Linked DNA regions of Sus scrofa: regions 1, 2 and 4 are each linked to region 3. A link is a contact called in public Hi-C, HiChIP or PLAC-seq and promoter capture Hi-C data. All regions are on one chromosome and are shown on one strand. The core of a region is the stretch at or near the end of the contact, and the rest is flanking DNA. Distances in the headings are between cores, read along the strand shown.

The links. Promoter capture Hi-C pulls out the DNA fragments that hold promoters and counts their contacts. A called contact is a pair of places that touch in the nucleus more often than the background predicts. HiChIP or PLAC-seq counts read pairs in DNA pulled down with a chosen protein or histone mark.
Region 1: a Hi-C map of fetal skeletal muscle shows a contact between it and region 3, with 3 times the contacts expected there. The contact joins the promoter of KSR1 here to the promoter of LYRM9 in region 3. A contact is called at or near these places in 7 of 47 Hi-C or Micro-C datasets (embryonic fibroblasts, fetal skeletal muscle, heart right ventricle and 4 more).
Region 2: a contact with region 3 is called in a promoter capture Hi-C map of liver, with 2.7 times the contacts expected there. The contact joins the promoter of SLC46A1 here to the promoter of LYRM9 in region 3.
Region 4: an H3K27ac HiChIP or PLAC-seq map of alveolar macrophages shows a contact between it and region 3. The contact joins the promoter of TMEM97 here to the promoter of LYRM9 in region 3. A contact is called at or near these places in 1 of 5 promoter capture datasets (liver), 2 of 47 Hi-C or Micro-C datasets (fetal heart ventricle and liver) and 1 of 2 datasets of contacts at active chromatin or transcription factors (alveolar macrophages).

What each region holds. Positions count from the first base shown.
Region 1 is chr12:43,925,936-43,928,814 of Sscrofa11.1, reverse strand. It overlaps KSR1 (kinase suppressor of Ras 1), which reads right to left and starts at 1,593. Exons shown (of 19, transcript XM_021067472.1): 1 at 889-1,593.
Region 2 is chr12:44,684,875-44,687,574 of Sscrofa11.1, reverse strand. SLC46A1 (solute carrier family 46 (folate transporter), member 1) reads left to right here and starts at 1,298. Exons shown (of 6, transcript NM_001243383.1): 1 at 1,298-1,565. The coding sequence starts at 1,338.
Region 3 is chr12:44,288,379-44,291,190 of Sscrofa11.1, reverse strand. LYRM9 (LYR motif-containing protein 9) reads left to right here and starts at 1,504. Exons shown (of 4, transcript XM_003358165.4): 1 at 1,504-1,602.
Region 4 is chr12:44,602,497-44,605,196 of Sscrofa11.1, reverse strand. It overlaps TMEM97 (transmembrane protein 97), which reads right to left and starts at 1,433. Exons shown (of 3, transcript XM_021067476.1): 1 at 891-1,433. The coding sequence starts at 1,019.

The DNA.
Region 1 (2,879 bases), core at 344-2,843, 360 kb after region 3:
TCGATTATATTGGAATCTTTTTTTTCCATTGTACCCACAGTATATGGGATTCCTCGGCTAGAGATGGAATCAGAGTCACAGCTGTGACCTATATCACACCTATACCAGATCCTTAACCCATTATGCCACAACCGGAATCCCTACAGAATCTAAAATATGATACACACACAAAAATGACACAAATGAACTTATCCACGAAACAGAAACAGACTCACAGACATAGAGAACAGATTTGTGGTTGCCGAGGGGAAGGAGGGGTAGAGAGGGGGAAATTGGGAAGTTGGGACTAGCAGATGCGAACTATTATATATAGAATGGATAAATGACAACGCCCTACTACACAGCACAGAGAACTACACTGAATATCCTGTGATAAACCATAATGGAAAAGAACGTGAAAAAGAATATATACACATATAACTCGATCACTTTGCTGTACAGCAAAAATGAATACAGCATCGTAAATAAACTATATCTCAATAAAATAAATTACAAAAAAGAAAAAAATCTTCCCCTTTAATCCTTCAGGCCTGCTCTGACAGGCCTAGATCCTAGAGTAAAATCAGCCTAGGCAATAGTAATGGCTAAAATTCACTCATTCATTCATTCATTCAATTCATTCAACAAGTATTTCCTGGGTTCCTAGTTTTCACCAGACAGTTTTCTAGATGTTAGAGATACAGCAGTGCCCAAAGAAAGACAACAGACAGAATCTCTGCCTTCATGGAGCCCAAATTCTGGAAGAGTCTCTAGTGCTTATCAGACGCCAAGCTCTGCTATAAGCATCTTCTGAGTCCGAACTCATTTAATCCTCACAATAACTCTGTACGTTATTATACACCCAGTTTACAGGTGAGGAAATTGAGGCAACAAGATAAGGTACCTTACCTGGTAATAATAATGACCATCATTTCCTGCGTCCTTTCGCCACGTCAGCCGTGGGGGGAAGGGGAGGTATTTTACTGGAATGAGTCTCCCTGCCTCCTGGGAGCCTGGAGGGAAAGCAGAGGAGAGAGGCACCCATCCAGAGGGGCCGGCACTGGGCGCAGAGGGACACCTCCTTGCAAAGCCAGTCAGCTGGGTGCTCAGTCCACGCTGGGGCTGGGTCACCACCCAGTAACTTCAGGCTCCACCTGGGAAGCAAGTGGAGCCCTCAGCTTCTGTAGCTTCCAGGGGGTGACACTGTTTCAGGGCCCAGAAATGATCCGAATCTGGGAAATATTATTGTCTGCAAACCTTGTACTGGAAACATCACGGGGGAGCAGGTTGGCAGCGAGGAGGGAAAAATTAATACCTGCGTGTCTGCAGGGAAAATCACGGGCCTGGGGGGCCCAGAGTGCTGAGTTCCAGTCCCGCGCCTCTCAGGATGGGCTGCTCTGCCTTGTCAAAACACACCCCTCTCCCAGGTCCGGATTTCCCCATCTGTGACCGTTCGGGGTCTGATTTCGGGCAGAGGGTAGGCAAGAGCAAGGTCAGAGGTCTTGTTCTGCTTCCCCTGCTCCTCATCAGCCAGGGAAGGGGGTCCCGGGGGTGGGGGTGGAGGGCGGCCAGGGAAGCGGGCTCCGGCTCTGCTCGCGCGTCCGGGGAAGGCGGGCTCGGCCGCCCCCTGCCGGCCGGGAAGCTCCCAGCGGCCCGAGATCCAGGTCTGCTGAGCTGGGCACTGGATTATGTCACTCGGGAGAAAGGAAATGAGTCATCACCCCCCGGGGGCCTTAGGGCGGCCGGGCCAGTGAGGAGTCGCGGCCACAGGAACCCGGGACAATGGCGGGAAGTGAGAGGAATGTGGGCCTGGCTGCAGCAGCGCGGGCCCCCTCCGTGACCCCTGACCCCAACCCAGCAGAAAGCCTCACACTCCGGGGGGGATAGCTGGGGGCGGGAGGGCAGTTGGAGGCAGCCGGGTGGGGTGGCTGGAGGACGATGGGGTAAAGCCATATGGGGGCGCCCCAACCTGAAGAACCGGCAGGTCATCTTTCCATCGGCCTAGCCCGGCCCCCTAGTGGCTCCCCATTGTCCCTGGAATAGTGCTCAAACTTGACGGAAGATCAGAATAATCCCATGGGCTGGTTAAAACCCAGATCTCCAGGCCCCCCACCAGAGTAGGTCAGGGCTGGGGCAACAGCAGTGCATTTTTAACAAACTCCTAGTAGCTGATGCTGAGGCAGGAGTCCTGGGACCACGACCCAAGCCACTTAGCTGGCCTATTGTTCTGTGTGTCCAGCCTCACCTCTCTCCACTTCCTACCTCCTGCACACATGCTCTAGCAAGACTCAACTACTTGCTCTTTGCTATTTCTTTCTTCTGTGTGTTTACACTGGCTGTTTCCTTTGATGGAAATACCTTCCCCTCATTTCACTGCTGCCCAAACTGGCTGACTTCTACCAACACTTAAAAATCTCCTCCATGATGTACATCAAAGGGCACAAATAACAGAGTGAAGAGGCCGCCCACAGGTCAGGAGAAAATACTTGCAAACTCTACACGATAAGGGGTCGCTATCCAGAATATATAAAGAACTCCTATGAACCAACAACCAAAAAACACGCCACAGGATTTTTAAACGGGCAAAGGATTTGAATAGACATTTCTCCAAAGAAGATCCAGGAATGGCCCATAAGCCCAAGAAAACATACCCGATATCGCTAATCTTTAAAGAAATGCAAATCAAAACCGCAATGAGATACCACTTCACCCATTAGGATAGCTATTATGGAACACCAAGTCATCTGAAGTGTTGAAAAGGATGTGGAGAAACTGGAACACTTGTGCACTGTTGGCGGGGACGCAAAATGGTGTGGCTGCTGTCAAAAACAGTATATGGTGGTTGCTCAAAATGAGGAATATGATCCAGTGATTCTATTTCTGCATATATACCAGAAAGA
Region 2 (2,700 bases), core at 49-2,548, 400 kb before region 3:
GGTAATGATTGGGTACATTTCCATGTATGGGAAGATACAAGAATCTGGGGTCACTTTTTTTTCCCTTTACACTGCTGTTTCCCAGACCGCCCCTCCACATGGTCCCTGACACACAAAGGGCACTCATTAATTGGGCCGATAAGGGAAAAATGCAAGTAAGTAATACTATTCCCTTTTACAGGCAATAAAATGGGCCCAGACAGGAGACGTGATTGCCTTCTGCCCGGATTTCTACAGTAGGAGCACCAAGAAGCACAGGGTCACACCCAGGGGCCTCCCAGGCCTTCCACCATCTTCTCCTCCAAGGGCACTGCAGAGCCAGGCCCCGGCCCCAGCCAGAAGACTGGTTCCCCAGGAAAAGATCCTAGGACCCGTGACAGCCTATTAACAACGAAAGCAGTATTTACAATGGACCCGACACTGTTCTTCCACAGCCCCTCTTTGAGGTAGCACCACTCTTTTAAAGATTAAGAAATTGAGGAGTTCCTGTCTCGTGGCGCAGTGGTTAATGAATCCCACTAGGAACCAGGAGGTTGCGGGTTGGGTCCCTGGTCTTGCTCAGTGGGTTATGCATCAGGCGTTGCCGTGAGCTGTGGGTAGGTTTCAGATGTGGCTTGGATTCCCCATTGCTGTGGCTCTGGCGTAGGCGGGTGACTACGACTCCCATTAGACTCCTAACCTGGGAATCTATGCCGCGGGAGCGGCCCTAGAAAAGGCAAAAAGCCAAAAAAAAAAAAAAAAAAAAAAAAAAAAAAGAAAAAAAGAAAAGAAAGTGAGATACAGAGAGGTAAGTGACATGCCCAAGACAGTAGCAGAGTACAGGTAATTGAACTGAGCCATAGAGCAGGAGACTGCACTGCTGTCCACTGAGTGGCCTTTGTTACAGTGCAGAATATGGGCACAGATGTCAGAAGTCATGTGTTCTGGCTTGGCCTTGAATGTCCAGTCTCCTGGTTTCTTTATGGGTACATTGGGATCATTAATAATGGCTATGGCGTTGGTGGGTAATTAATGCGTATGATAAGAGATCCACAAGTGTTAATTATTGGTATATGGATAGTCTCGTTATCATCATGGGTGTTTCTGGGGCTGGGAAGGAGACGTGTAGGGCGGTATCCTTGCACGGTTTGCAGGTGAGGTCACTCAGTGAGCCGGGGGTGAAGGGCCCCTCGATTGCCCTCTCCAGCCCAGGGAGGGCGGGGCCAAGAGCGAAAAGGCCCACCGGCCCTGATCCCGCCCCACCAGACTGCAGGGGAAAAAAAAAAAACACAGCGGAGAGACGCTGGGCGCAGGCGCAGAAAGCCGACCGCCTGGCGCCCGTTCAGAACTGCAGGAGCATGGAGGCGCCCGCGAACTCCCGGGACCAACGCTGCGAGGGGCCCCCGGAGTCTGTGCTGTGCCGCGGCTGCGTGGAGCCGCTCGTCTTTCTCGCCAACTTTGCCTTGGTCTTGCAGGGCCCGGTCACTACGCAGTACCTGTGGCACCGCTTCAGTGCCGACCTTGGCTACAATGGCACCCGCGACAGGGTCAGCTGCAGCAACCACAGCGTGGATCCCACCGCGCAGGTAGGAGCGGGCGCGGGGGAAGAGGCGAGCGGCGTGGCAGGGGCGGGCCCTGGACTGGAGCGTGGGGCAGCGGCGGGGGCGGGGCCTGCGTGAAGGTTTGGGGCCATCCGGGGCTTATACGGATATTGGGTGGTGGGCGGGCCAGAGCAAAGTTGGGGCCTGAGAACTGCGGTGTAGGGTTGCATAAAGTTGATCTCGATAAACCGAGCCTTGAGGGTAAACAAAAAGGGGGTGTTGACTGAAAAAAAAAAAAAATCCATAACCTAAAAGTTGAGAACTATGTTTTATTTGGTGGACTTCCCTAAAACTCAGGCCCTGGAGGCAGTTTCGCAGATAAATCAGCAGACTACTCCTATGAGATAAGGAAGGAGCCAGGATTATATAGGAGTTTTGCAACAAAAACCAGACAGTCGGAACATCAAAATACTACTGTTAATTAAAGAAAGACATCTCAAGTTAATGAATTTAGTACTTTGCTACATAAGGGAAGATACGAGAGCCTGGGCTTATTGAAATCATTCCTCTTTTTTTTTTTTTGAAGGGCTGCACCCCTGGCATATGGAGGTTCCCAGGCTAGGGGTCTCATCCACGCTGTAGCCACTGGCCTACGCCACAGCAACAGCAACATGGGATCCCAGCCAGTCTGTGACCTACACTACAGCTCATGGCAATGCCAGATCCTTAACCCACTGAGCAAGGCCAGGGATCGAACCCACAACTTCATCGTTCCCAGTCAGATTCGTTAACCACTGAGCCACAACGGGAACTCCGAAATCATTCCTTTGATGTGCACTTTAGCTGGCTAAGGACCAGTATCCTGTTCTTGCCCTGCCTGGGTCCCCTTAGGGTGCACCTTTGGGGGGTGGCTGCAGCAGCTGAGAGCTTTGCAGTGGCACCCTCTTTGTTTCTGTCCTTCAGAGCTTACCATCAGGGGCAATAGGGATGGCTGATGGCTTGATGGCCGCAGCATCCTTTGCTGGCTGGTGTGGCAGGCGGCGTTTTTCATTCACGGTGGGAAAAGTCAGAGAATGTAACATGCCCGTTTCCCATACCCGCTCCAGTGTCAGTTTTTTTTTTTTTTTTTTTTTTGTCTTTTTGCCATTTCTTGGGCCGCTCCTTCGGCATGTGGAGGTTC
Region 3 (2,812 bases), core at 255-2,754:
GCCCAAGTCATATTGAAAATAAATTGAAGGGTTGCAGCTTTTGTTTGAATATTTCAGGGGAAGAACCCCCACCTGGTTTGGAGGAAGGCTGGTGTGTTAGGTGAAGAGGGCAAAGGAAGGAAGGGAGGGAGGAAGGGAAGAAGTGGGAAGAAAGAGAAAGAAAAGAAGGAAGAAAGAGAGAAAAGGAAGAGGCAGATGGAAAGAGAGGAAGGAGGGGAGTTCCCATCATGGCACAGAGGAAATGAATCTGACTGGGAACCATGAGGTTGAGGGTTCCATCCCTGGACTTGCTCAGTGGCTTAAGGATCTGGCCTTGCCGTGAGCTGTGGTGTAGGTTGCAGATGCAGCTCGGATCCCGAGTTGCTGTGGCTGTGGTGTAGGCTGGCAGCAGTAGCTCCGATTGGACCTCCATATGCTGGGAACCTCCATATGCTGTGGGTGCAGTCCTAAAAAAAAAAGCCAAAAAAAAAAAAAGAGAGAGAGAGGAAGGAGGGGGGGGAGGGTCAGAGGAAGGAAGGAAACTCTAAAGGATATTAGGAAAAAAAAAAAGAGAGAACCCTTAAGAAACTCCTTTTGTTAAGAAATATCCCCTCCTTCTCTTATCCTGAAGGGAGAAGAGTAGATTCCCAGGTTCCAACAGGAAGCAATGCATTCCTTAGAAAGAAGAGAAGAAGGAAAAAAGAAAACAAGGAAAAACAGAAAGTTCTTGTTAAACCAGCTACACATGGAGTCTGTGTAAGGAAATCAGCCTTTTCATTATAAACAGGTTAAAAAAGCCCTAGAGAAGAGAGAAGTGAACAGAAGCAGTATTATCCACTAACAACCTAACTCCCTTTTAGCATCAGCTGAGAGATCAGCAGCATCATTGAACAGGGGGTTTGTCTTAAGATAAAGACTCATCTTTATTTCTTTCACGATATAAAACTTGTATTTAAATCAATTCAGAGAAGCACTTTAGCTCTAAACATTAGAGAGCGGGGAGAGCCTATTTAATAAAACAGCATTATTCCATTTTCAAAGAATGATACTGGCAGTAGCTGTGAGTTTAAATTCTGTATTCTTTCCCTCAATTATAATTATACACGGGTCTGAAAGGAAGCATGCCTATTACTGTCATATTTATTCTTTTGACAGGTGTTATGGGGCTGTAATTTGACGAAATGACTCAAAATGCAGATTCCCATCCAAATATAATTCCTGTCATCAACACGAGTGGTTTAGAAGCCGTCCTCCTGCAAGGCTTTGCACAGATCTTCAACACCCCTCATATTTTAGCAGCAGTTCATATTCAGGAAAATGGGGAGAGCCTGCCTTCAGGGCTTATCTCTGGTAGCAAATGCCAAAAGGAAGAGTGGGTGTTCAAGGCAAAGAAGCTTGTTAGTGGGACAGTTTTTTGTTTTGCTTTTTTTTTCAACAGGGTGGGCTTGGATTGGGCATGGGGCATCCAGCACGGGTCCTTCATCAAGTATCTCGCGCGGCCGGTAGAGGGCGCTCAGCGCACAGTGGCCGGGGGTGGGCGGTGCTTCGGCTGTCCCGGGCGCAGGCGCACTCATAGCCGCCGCGTCCGCCGCGTCCCAGGCTGAGGTTTCCCGGTGGAGGCGGGTGAGCCGCGCGGCGCCGGCGGAGGGCGGGAGCGAGGGCGTCCGCGCGGGGGCTGGAGTCCCCTGGGCTGCGGGGAAAGGTTGGGGATGGGAGCTTCGGGCGTCCTCGGCCTGGTGCGGCCTGTGGAAGTCCTAGCGCCGCTCCCTTTGTCTCCCCGAGCGTCTCATTCCTGGGGAGGGCCGTGTTCTCCGGAGCGCGGCTCCTGGACGCGCCGCAGGCCTCGCGGGGGCGGCTCGGAGGAGCGAGGAGGCCCCAGGACGCGGCGGCGCGGGGTGGCGTGGGGCGTCGGGGCGCGGGGCGGGCGGGGGGGGTGGGGGAAGCACGGGAAGCCCAGGGACGTTCCCGTCCCGCAGGCGCCTCCGCGAGGGCTTCGCTTTGCCCGTTTTTCAAAGCAGACATGGGCCTCCATGGCCCGTGTGTCCGCAGCACCCGGTGAGCGCGCTTACCTGGAGTCACCTTCACGTTTTGATTTACCCTCTGCCCAGCAGATCAGGTCACTCCGTGGCTGAAACCCCTAAGACCTTAGGACTAACCTTTCTTTTGATTTGTTTTTACACAGCATACGATTCACCCGCTTAAAGTGCACAATTCACTGCCTTCCAGTGTAGTCACAGGATTCAGGCTGCACTCTCTGCCTTCACTACCCCTTTCACCTTCACCCAACCAAGGGCTACTCCTTCAGACCTCAGATTTTTTTTTTTTTTTATTGTCTTTTTAGGGCCGCACCCTTGGCATATAGAGGTTCCCAGGCTAGGGGTCTATTCAGAGCTGCAGCCGCTGGCCTACTGGCCTATGCCAGAGCCACAGCAAGGCCGGATCTGAGCCGCCTCTGCGACCTACACCACAGCTCACCGGTTGAGCGAGGCCAGGGATCAAACCCTCAACCTTATGATTCCTTTTGCGATTCGTTTCTGCTGCGCTAGGAGGGGAACTCCCAGACCTAGATTTGATGTCTCTTTTTCCAGAAACCTTCTCTGACCCTTGCATGGGTGAGGCCCTCTGGGACCTGAATTCCACTTGCAGTATTTAGTTATAATTGAATACTTAGTTTTTATTATCGTCTGTTAATGCGTTCTGTGGGGTCAGAAGTTGTCTCCTTTGTTTCTGTGACTTCAGCATCTAGCACCTTGTTGGCGTCAGTGACTGTTCAAAACACGCGTGTCTTTTGTGTCAGACACACTATTAGGGGTGCAGCCAGGAGCAAGGTAAA
Region 4 (2,700 bases), core at 184-2,683, 310 kb before region 3:
ATAAAAAGCATTCAAGCAAAGTTTGGGATGGAGAATGTTCTCCAACAACCAGGAAATGGGGCTTCCGCCTATTTCTACTCAGGTGATCATTCTTCCTCAAACCCAATTAAAGACCAATTTGAAAGGGTAAAGCTTTTGAAGTTGCTAAGGACGGTCTGCGAATGTCCTTTAAACGGGTCTAATTCTACTTGTATTATTTCTTTGGGATTAGCCTGCATTTTTACAGCTCTCCCAAGAAACACAACTTTAAAACAAATCCAGAAGTTCCTGTTGTGGCTCATCAGAAAGGAATCCCACTAGGAACCATGAGGATGCAGGTTCAATCCCTGGCCTCGCTCAGTGGGTTAAGGATCTGGCATTGCCATGAGCTGTGGTGTGGGTCGCAGACACAGCTCAGATCTGGCGTTGCTGTGGCTGTGGTTGTAGGCCAGCGGCTACAGCTCCGATCGGACCCCTAGCCTGGGAAACTCCATATGCCGGGTGTGCGGCCCTGAAAAGCAAAAAAAAAAAAAAACCCCAAAAAATCACACACACAAATCCAGCGTGTGATTCAGACACTGGTTAATTCGGCCACTTCCCTCAAATATTGACAACTGACCAGAGCTAGGGTGTGAGAGCCTCAACAAACCCAGGGGGACCGTAGTTAAAAGGAGCAAAGTGTCTGCCCCCAGGAGCCTCGGGGAGAGCGGCTGGAAGACAAAGAAAACCCCGAGGAAGAAGTCGAGTCGAAGGGTAAGGAAGGGCCGCAGTGCCTGCGGGACCCAAGAAATGCGGGAGGGAACCCTGACAGCGAGGCCCCAGCAGTGGAGGCCACGGAGACGCCGGAGCAACCACTGCGCCGAGAGGCCCCAATTTCAGCGACTGGCGGCCAGGACCGACGGCGCCCTCACCTCGACGGGGTAGAGATCGGGCGGCAGCAATGCCTGCATATCCACGAGCAGGGTGAGGGGGATGTGGGAGAGGAAGTAGAAGCCCAGCAACCACTCCAGGCCGCGCCGGACACCCAGACGCCCCATCATCCGTCGGCTGCGCCCGATGGGAGCCGAGGCTACGCTCGCAGGAAAGCTCTGTGGGTACAGAAACACTCCGTGGGTACAGAAACACTCCGTGGGTACACGCCGGCGCCCCCGCGGTCCGGGGACAGCGCCCCGCCCCGCCCCGCCCCGCCGCGAGAACGAAGCCGGCCGTTCCCATTGGCTGAGAAGCCGTGCGCGGGCCCGCAGCGCCCCCAGAGGGGGCCCGGGGACCTTTTCTATTGGTCGCCGGGAGAGCCGCGTGAGGTGGGGGCAGGGCTTCTTGGCCGCAGCGTGGAACCGGGAGGGGTACGTGGAGTGTACCCTGCGCGGCCTTGAACGCTGCTGGGACCTCTGGCCTTCTTCCCGCGACCGCGTGTCCGCTGCGCTCCGCGGAGGATCCCCTGCGTGGCCCTTTCGCTTATTACTCCTCTGTTACTTTGCTCCATCCGTGTAGTGCTTGCTGAGCGCCTCCGGTGTGCCCTGCTGTGGGCGCTTTATGGGGATGGAGTTCCCAGTGCAGTGGGGTGTCACCCATCAGGGCCGGCCAACACTGAGTCCGTGCCTTGGCGGCAGTCACAGGCCGTGGGGACAGAGGGCACGAATACTGCTCTGGCAGGAGTTGAGGGTCCTGGAAGCCTTTCGGAGGATGCCTAGGGGGCAGCTAGCCTCGATTAAGAAAGAAGCACAGGGATATAGCAGGAGGTAAAATTGACAAGTATTGGTGGTAGGCTGGGGAGAAGGAGGGAGGCTCAAGGGTTCGTTTATTCATTCTGTAAATATTGATCTTAAATTATTCCAGGTCTGCCCTGGAACAGGATGGGGAAGGGGGGCTGCCATTCGCTCAGAAGAGGGAGGTAGAGGAGAGATGAGTTGAAGAGAGTGTAATATGGTTCTGGCCAGGTTGTCCCTGAGCAGCCTCTGTAACAGCTACGCAAAAAAGACTGTCTAGTAGGCAGTCCGATGAAATGTCTGAAGATGTAGATTTGTGAGGAATCAGCGTTCGCTGGGAGTTGAAGTCTTGAGAGCAGAAGGCCTATCAGAGGCCTTAGACCACCTCCAACCTCAGGGGTCACGGAAGGAGGGGGCTGCGGTACAGGTGGACAACAGGGGTGTGATGTCTCAGAAACACAGGGGAGGAGGGACCGTCACCTGTGTCAGAGCAACACTGAATGGTACCCCATGGCCTTGTGTGAGCAGCTATACGGCTGGTGGAGGCAGGAGCCAGATGGCAGCAGGGCAGAGAGTAAGGAGGTGGGGAACTCGAGAAGGTAGGGCGTGTAGGTGTCTGATTATGAAGGGGAGGAAGCAGCAGCTGAGGGGGGATGTGCTCCGGAGAGAGCTTATTTATTTAGAGGAGAGAGACTGAAGCACTTTCACTTATTTAGATGATCCTAAAAGTTTCAGGGTCGGGGGAGAGGCCGTCCATCCAGGGGGCAGAGGGCAGGAGATGTGACTCAAGACCGCAGAGGAGCCGGAGAGAATGGATTAGGGTTAGGTCGGAGGAGCGCTGAGCTCCCCAGGGTGGGCTCAGTGGTGCTGTGACAGAGAAGTTGTCCCTGTAGAGGATGCAGGTGAGACGCGTGGCTGTTGACCTGGAGGCCCCCCTCTCCTTGGCCGTGTGCTTTTCTCCATTGTGAGGTCTGCACAGAAAAAGGCTGTAGGACCCATCCAGGCTGGGGCTTCG